Linked DNA regions of Zea mays: region 1 is linked to region 2. Evidence: chromatin contacts called from public Hi-C data. All regions are on one chromosome and are shown on one strand. Each heading gives the region's core, a stretch centred on a gene start, on an enhancer-like site or on the middle of the called end of the contact. The rest is flanking DNA. Distances are from core to core; before and after follow the strand shown. Region 1 has its middle 12 kb from the start of LOC100285481. Region 2 holds the start of LOC100383222.

The links. Hi-C and Micro-C count contacts between places; a contact is called where the count stands out from the background.
Region 1: a contact with region 2 is called in a Hi-C map of leaf mesophyll, with 4 times the contacts expected there. The contact joins the enhancer-like site here to the promoter of LOC100383222 in region 2. A contact is called at or near these places in 7 of 25 Hi-C or Micro-C datasets (bundle sheath, ear, leaf and 2 more).

The regions. Positions count from the first base shown.
Region 1 is chr7:29,371,847-29,375,240 of Zm-B73-REFERENCE-NAM-5.0, forward strand. No RefSeq gene overlaps it. Among protein-coding and RNA genes, the nearest start is that of LOC100285481, 12 kb to the right of the region's middle. Within about 2 kb of position 1,560, at least 17 of the 20 cell types and tissues checked have an H3K27ac peak or open chromatin away from gene starts, as enhancers often do. A contact at or near this core is called in bundle sheath, ear, leaf and 2 more, where this site is marked.
Region 2 is chr7:29,258,727-29,261,948 of Zm-B73-REFERENCE-NAM-5.0, forward strand. It overlaps LOC100383222, which reads right to left and starts at 1,969. Exons shown (of 3, transcript NM_001175884.1): 1 at 1-1,969. The coding sequence starts at 1,850. LOC103632191 reads left to right here. Exons shown (of 7, transcript XR_002263601.3): 7 at 1-2,224.

The DNA.
Region 1 (3,394 bases), core at 310-2,809, 110 kb after region 2:
CTAAGAATAGTAAAGATTGTAACTTAAGTAGAGAGAGTAAATGCGGAAGATTAAGGAGCTAGTAGATAAAGCAAACTCTCGTCGATGACGCCGGTATTTTTACCAAGGTATCCAAAACCACGCAAGGTCCCGACTAATCCTTGTTGGTGCCCCTACACAAAGGGTATCCTACGCGAGGGCCAAGAACCACGGTCGAATAACTCTATAGAGAGCCACGGGCCTTCTCCACGCGCAAGTGGTGCTCCACTTCCGGCTCCTCTCGGACGCTCCCTGCCGTCTCCACTATCGAGCTTTCGTTTGAAACGCCGCGAGCCTCGTTCTCTCCAGTACAAGGTGGTGGCCGTGACACAAACTCGGTTGTCACGATCTCGCAAGACTCTCGTCCCACTCGGTACAATATTACAACGACTCGCACAAGAGCCGAGGGGTTTTGTGGGTTTTTCTAAACTCACTCAACTAACTAGGAACAACCTTGAGCAAGCGCATAAGCGGTCTAACTAACCTAAGCACTACGCAAAGCACCTACACTAATCACCGAGTGATTCTATTAAGCACTTGGGTGTATGAGCACTTGGAAATGTCTATAACATGTGTTGGTATGTTACTTGAGCTCCCACACCTTCAAATGGTCGGTTGGGTGATGTATATATAGGCCCCAACTCGAAACTAGCTGATAGAGAAAAATTGCTGCTCTCTATGGTACACCGGACAGTCTAGTGTTGTGTCTGGTGCCCCACAAGCCATTGGATATGAACGCTGTAGGTGATCGTTGCCGCGTGTCAGCCTTGCACCAGACAGTCCGGTGGCTCTCCTCCATAGTGCCACCAGGAGCTAGTCGTTGGGCTGCAGTTCCCTGGTGCACTAAACAGTCCGTCGGGTGGCATCAGACTGTTAGGTGTGCCACCGGACAGTCCGCTGCTCTCAGCCGGACGGTCCGTGAGTGGCTACACTTTCTTTAAGTATTGAACTTTGCTTGATACTTGTTGATCTTCACTTATGATCTTCATAATGTTTTTTGAGGTGTTGCTTCCTCAATGCCTTAGTCCAAGTTACTTTAACATCCTATAAACTACAAATACAAACACATTAGTCTACATATTATGTTGATTATTAACCACCAAAATCATTTAGTTAAATGGGCTGAGGTCCATTTTCCTTACACCCGCGCACCGCCACGCGGACAACCTTCCCGTCTTCGGTTGAACCCACTGGACTCACTGCCAACGTCGAACCCGTGGTGTTGGGGATAAGCAACTGCGGCGGCGGCACACCTCCCTTCTCTTCCACGCTCGGCTATGGCGGCTATCACGACGAGGTGCAGACTCTAGCCAACATATGGGTTGACGCCGCAATGCTCGCAGATATATAGGCCCGGACGAAGTGATTTGGATCCTAACCGAATCCCACCCCACAAATTCTATTTCAAGCTCGTTGCTGCGACGCTGCATCGATGGTGAAGCGGAGCTGACCTCTCGGTCCCACGCGACGGTGACAGATGATGGTGTGTGCATGGCGGTGACAGAAGATAAGGCGCGGAGTGCGCGCAGAGCGACTGGCGACCGGGGCCTAGCTGTTGCGCTCCGAGGCTGGGTTGGGTGCATGCACGAGGTAAGCTGGGCCTTGGATGGGTTCTGGCCCAACGTGAAGTTTTCTTTTTCTTTCTTTTATCTCTTGTTTTTATTTTCTATTTCTTTTTCCTATCATTATTATTTTTAAATCTGAACTCAAATTAAAATATGATTTGAATCCTTAATTTCAAATTAAATGCAACACAAAAAAAATCCAGCATGGGATGTATACTTACATATCTTTATTCATTAATTGATTAAAACAATTAGATATGATGGTGTGCATGTATGTTAAATAATTAAAAGATCCGCATAATATATAGCTAACTATTTTCCCACTTTATTTAACAAAAAAACTGGGCATTACAGTTGTACACCCGTGTAAGTATTTATTCTGCAGACATACTCTAGCTAGATGTTCTTCAATTGCTAGTAAGAAATTACCTAACAAAACTGCAGGATCCGATGATCACAAAAAAGTTCATGCCAACTCTGCATATTCACTTCCATAGCATGAGTGAAGCATATGATCTCTATGAGACGTACGCTGTGTTATTTGGATTTAACATGAGGAAAAATAGGAAGAGAAACGGTGGCCGAGCGCAAGATTTTGAATGCTCATTTGCTGATAAAATTACTCATAGTAGAGGATCAGACCGTGATCATGGAAAAACAAGCAAAAAAGGAATGCAAAGCAATGCTGTGCGCAATGAACACGAGAGACGGGGTCGTGTTTTTTTTTTTAAAAAAAAGGTCATACTCGAGCACAACCATGTCCTCACTAGGCCCTCCACAATGACAAAACAGACACTACCGGAACCGACGGCTTTGCCGAGTGCCTGAAGCACTCGGCAAAGCCTTAAAAACACTCGGCAAACTCTTTGCCGAGTGTCGCACTCGACAAAGAGGGCTCGGCATACAGCGCATTGGCAAAGCCGTCTTTGCCGATTACTTTTTCTTGGGCACTCGGCAAAGTGGTTTGCCGAGTGCCAGAGAGCACTCAGCAAAGAAAAGCAGCCGTTACGGCGACGGGTGACGGAGACGGAGTCTTTGCCGAGTATTCCAGGCGACACTCGGCAAAGGAGTTACGTTTGCCGAGTGTCTGACTGACAGCACTCGGCAAAGAATCCGCTAGAGGGGTCCCCATGTCAGGTACTTTGTCGAGTGCTTGATATGGCACTCGGCAAAGCGTGCTTCTTTGCCGAGTGCCAGAGCCACTACACTCGGCAAAGAACCTATACCGGTGCCCAGGTCTTGGTTCTTTGTCGAGTGCTATGGTTCTGACATTCGGCAAAGCACTTCTTTACCGAGTGTTACACTCGGCAAAGTGACCAGTACACACCTTTTTTATTTGTTTTCCCTATTCCATCCAAACAAACAAAAGATATTTCACAGATATCACATATATACATCACAGATCATCACAGACATATATAGCCAACACAAACAATATTAACACAAATTCTGACATAAGTTGAGAGGTTCTCAACACAAACAGTATTAACAGAAGTTTAGAAGTATCAACACAAGTTCACAAGCTCTGACAAGTATTCAACATAAGTTTTGTGTTCGAAACACTAAAAACATAACTCTCATGGAGGTGGGCGGTTGGACTGGTGCTGCGTTGGGCTGAACCCTTCATGAGGGTTGTTGGATGCCGCCCCAGATTGGCCCTGCACAGAGAAGAGATTGCATGTGTTATACTATATGCATTACCAACATGTAACTACAATTTTGATACTCACAAGAGTATGGAATAGAGCAGGGTCAACTGCAGGGAACAATGGAGGTGGCGGAGCAAAACTCTGTTCGGCGCCAAGGCTCTG
Region 2 (3,222 bases), core at 719-3,218:
TCCATGATATTAGAGTTGCTCAAATCTAAAGCCCTTAAGCATTCAAAACCTGTGATCAGCTCAGATGGAATCTTTGTTCTGAAGGTCATCTCCTCGGGGTTCTGTTCTGTTCTTGCAATGAACATGAAGGTCCGGAGATCACGATGACCACAGAACCAGCTCAGGTTTATTTCTTCGACCGAATCGGACTCCTCGTCGACCAAGGACAAATGCCGAGAGCTCTCATCTATTTTCGTCGAATTAGGGAGCTGTATCATCCTACATTCATTGCCTGAAACAAACTGAGCAAGCTCTTGATACAGGTCGTGCATAACAAACTTCCCTTCGCTGAGAGCATGAGATGGGGAAGGGTGGAAGAAGCACCTTGACACCAAGTCATTGAAGTAACCATTGGCGATCGCTTCAAGGCTGCAGTCTCCTTCAGCATCCACAAAGCCCTGCGCAGTCCACAGCTGGACTAGCAGATCTTTGTCGAACACGAAGCCCTTTGGAAACAATGAACAAAACGCGAAGCTGCGCTTCAGCGGCATGGACAGGTGGTCGTAGCTCACCTTCAGCACCGGCAGTACCAGGTTCTTCACCTCATTGTCAGCCCACAAGTCGTTATTCAGGACTTCATTCCAGTGCTCCCAGACGGCTGAAGTGCTCAGGACGCTACCAGCTGCCTCTGCCGCCAATGGCAAGCCGTGGCATTTCTTGGCGATCCTCTCACCGATCTCAACGAGTTCTTTGTGGACGTTGGCACCGCTATTTGGCAGTGCCCGTCGCTGGCATACAAGCCAGCAGTCTTCATCTGACAAGCATTTGAGATGATACACCTTGGTGCTCACCATCCTGGCAACCTTGTTGCTCCTCGTCGTCACGGCAACCGCACTCCCTGGCGCGCAGTGGCTCAGCGGGGCCGTCAGGCTGTTCCAGTGGCTGGGATTGTCATCCCACACGTCGTCAAGAACGATCAAGCACCTCTTCCCGGCAAGGTGCTCAACTATGAGCTCATGAAGCGTGCTCAGCTCGCCGCACTCCGGGCGCGATCTGGTGATCGCCTCAACAATCTTGCGGGTCACGCTGACAACGTCAAAATCCTGGGAGACCCAAACCCAGCGCGTCAGTTCAAAGCACGACTTCACCGTCTCCATGCCGCAGACGTGCTGCATCAGAGCAGTCTTGCCGACGCCGGCCATCCCGACGATGGGCACGACGGCGTAGCTCGTCCCGCCGTCCGGATCCCCGAGGACCAGCGCGGCGACCCTCTCGACGTCGCCATGCCTCCCGTGGAGGCGCTCGGTACGGGGAAGCACGCTGCTTGGCACGAGCGGGCTGGCCGCGGGCCGGGGCGCGCAGCCGCCGTCGCCTGGCCGCAGCCGGAGCGTCTTCCTGTCCGACGCGATCTCTTCGTACCTCGCCCAGACGTCGTCGATCTTGCGGCGGAGCCGCCTCGCGGGCGGGGGCGCGAACAGCAGCGCCACCTCCCGGCGCTGCTTCCGCGTCGTGGCGGCGTAGAGCAAGTCTTGCTTGAGCTCCTCCAGCTGCGCCGAGCGGCGGGACTCGTACTCCAGCTCCTCGACCACATCCTCGGCCCGGTTCTCGAGGTCGCCGAGCTCGGCCAGCCACAGCTGGACGGAGCAATCGGTGACGGACAGGCTCTCGGCGTCGCGGAGGGTGGCGCGGATCCGCCGCAGTTTGGACTTGAGCGCCATCAGCTCGTCGTCGTTGACGGTGGTCGGCTCGGTCGCCCGCCCGAATGGCTCCAGCAGTGGCGACGCGAGCTTCTTGGACTTGACTGCAAAGTGAAGCAGCGCATCTCGCAGAGTGTGGATGATGGTCGTCGTCTTCTCTCCATTGTTGTCCATTGCCGGATCAGTACGTGGCGCGAGAACTCGATGGTTGGTTTGGAGATTGGATTAGTAGAGAATCAGCTGTTGGTGGCTTGGTGCGTATTGCGTAAAGCTGCTGTGACTGTGAGGCTGAGAACGAGGAGGGGTTTGGCTGACACCTGACAGCTCCCGCAAGCGTTGACGAAGACTTCGCTTGGTTGGCACGGAGAGGCTCAGTACTCGAATGGCCCCACCACTTTATCTTCTACTAGAGGAGCTAAAGAAAATGGACCGACGCTCGCGTGCTGGTGCCCGCGCGCTAACACTTTAGATTGTTTATTTCTTATCCTACAATTTTCACTCTATGATAAATCGATACACGAAGACCAAGGTGTTACGACCGTCTATTATATATGCTTCTGAACTTAATAACATTAGTATATGTTTCTATCTCAAAACAAATAACATAGTCTTAAGGGAAATTAGTGAAATTTATGACCTATTAATCTAGAATCATATGCGCGTTCTATTAAACCCAGTACGTGATTTCAGATCATGTTGGGTGGAAGTCCAAGTCCTCAGTGAGAGGAGTTGCAAGCATTTGCTCTCTATGTATATGCTCAAGTTTATCTGTTTGATCATGTACTTTCTTATTTATATCATAATGCTTAATATAGTATAAAATCGGATGGCATACCAGGAATTTTTCCTAATATCAACCTGTTTGATGGCAGCACTTGACTTTTTATTATAGGAGTAACATACTGTTAGTTCATTATCGAAGTATAGCTCCGGTGACTTTGATATGTTTTCTATTCTTTTAAATAAAGTATAAATTTGTTCAGCCACCTAGTTTGTTAGGTTGTTTCATAACATATAATAAACTCAACATATATTATCGACGATACCGTGATTGTTTGATTTGAGCTTTTCCATGATATAGCTCGTCCTGCGAGTGTGAATATGTAATCTGTCACACCCAGTTTTGGAAGGCAAACTGAATACGAACCATGTACGTGGCAGGATCAGAAACTCACGTACACAACAGTTACATAATTAGACATCATCACACATTGCTCAAAGTAAATAGCGGAAATAATACTTTATTACATCAAGATGTCCAAGACATCCACAAAGTCATTAACATAACATTGTCATTAATATTATCAAAGTGCGGAAAAGCGAACATAGCAGATAAGGCCTTCATAGGCAGCTGACTGTGGATTTTCCACTAACATAACTAAAACTCGACCTAGTCCTAAAACTCCTCAAAGTCCTCTACGTTGACTGTATCTCCTCCTGAGCACTGAATACAGTGGGGATAACCTGGGTGGGGGTGGTTTTTAAAGCAAGGGTGAGTACACATCAACGTACTCAGCAAATGTCTCGTTTGACTAAAGTGGACTAG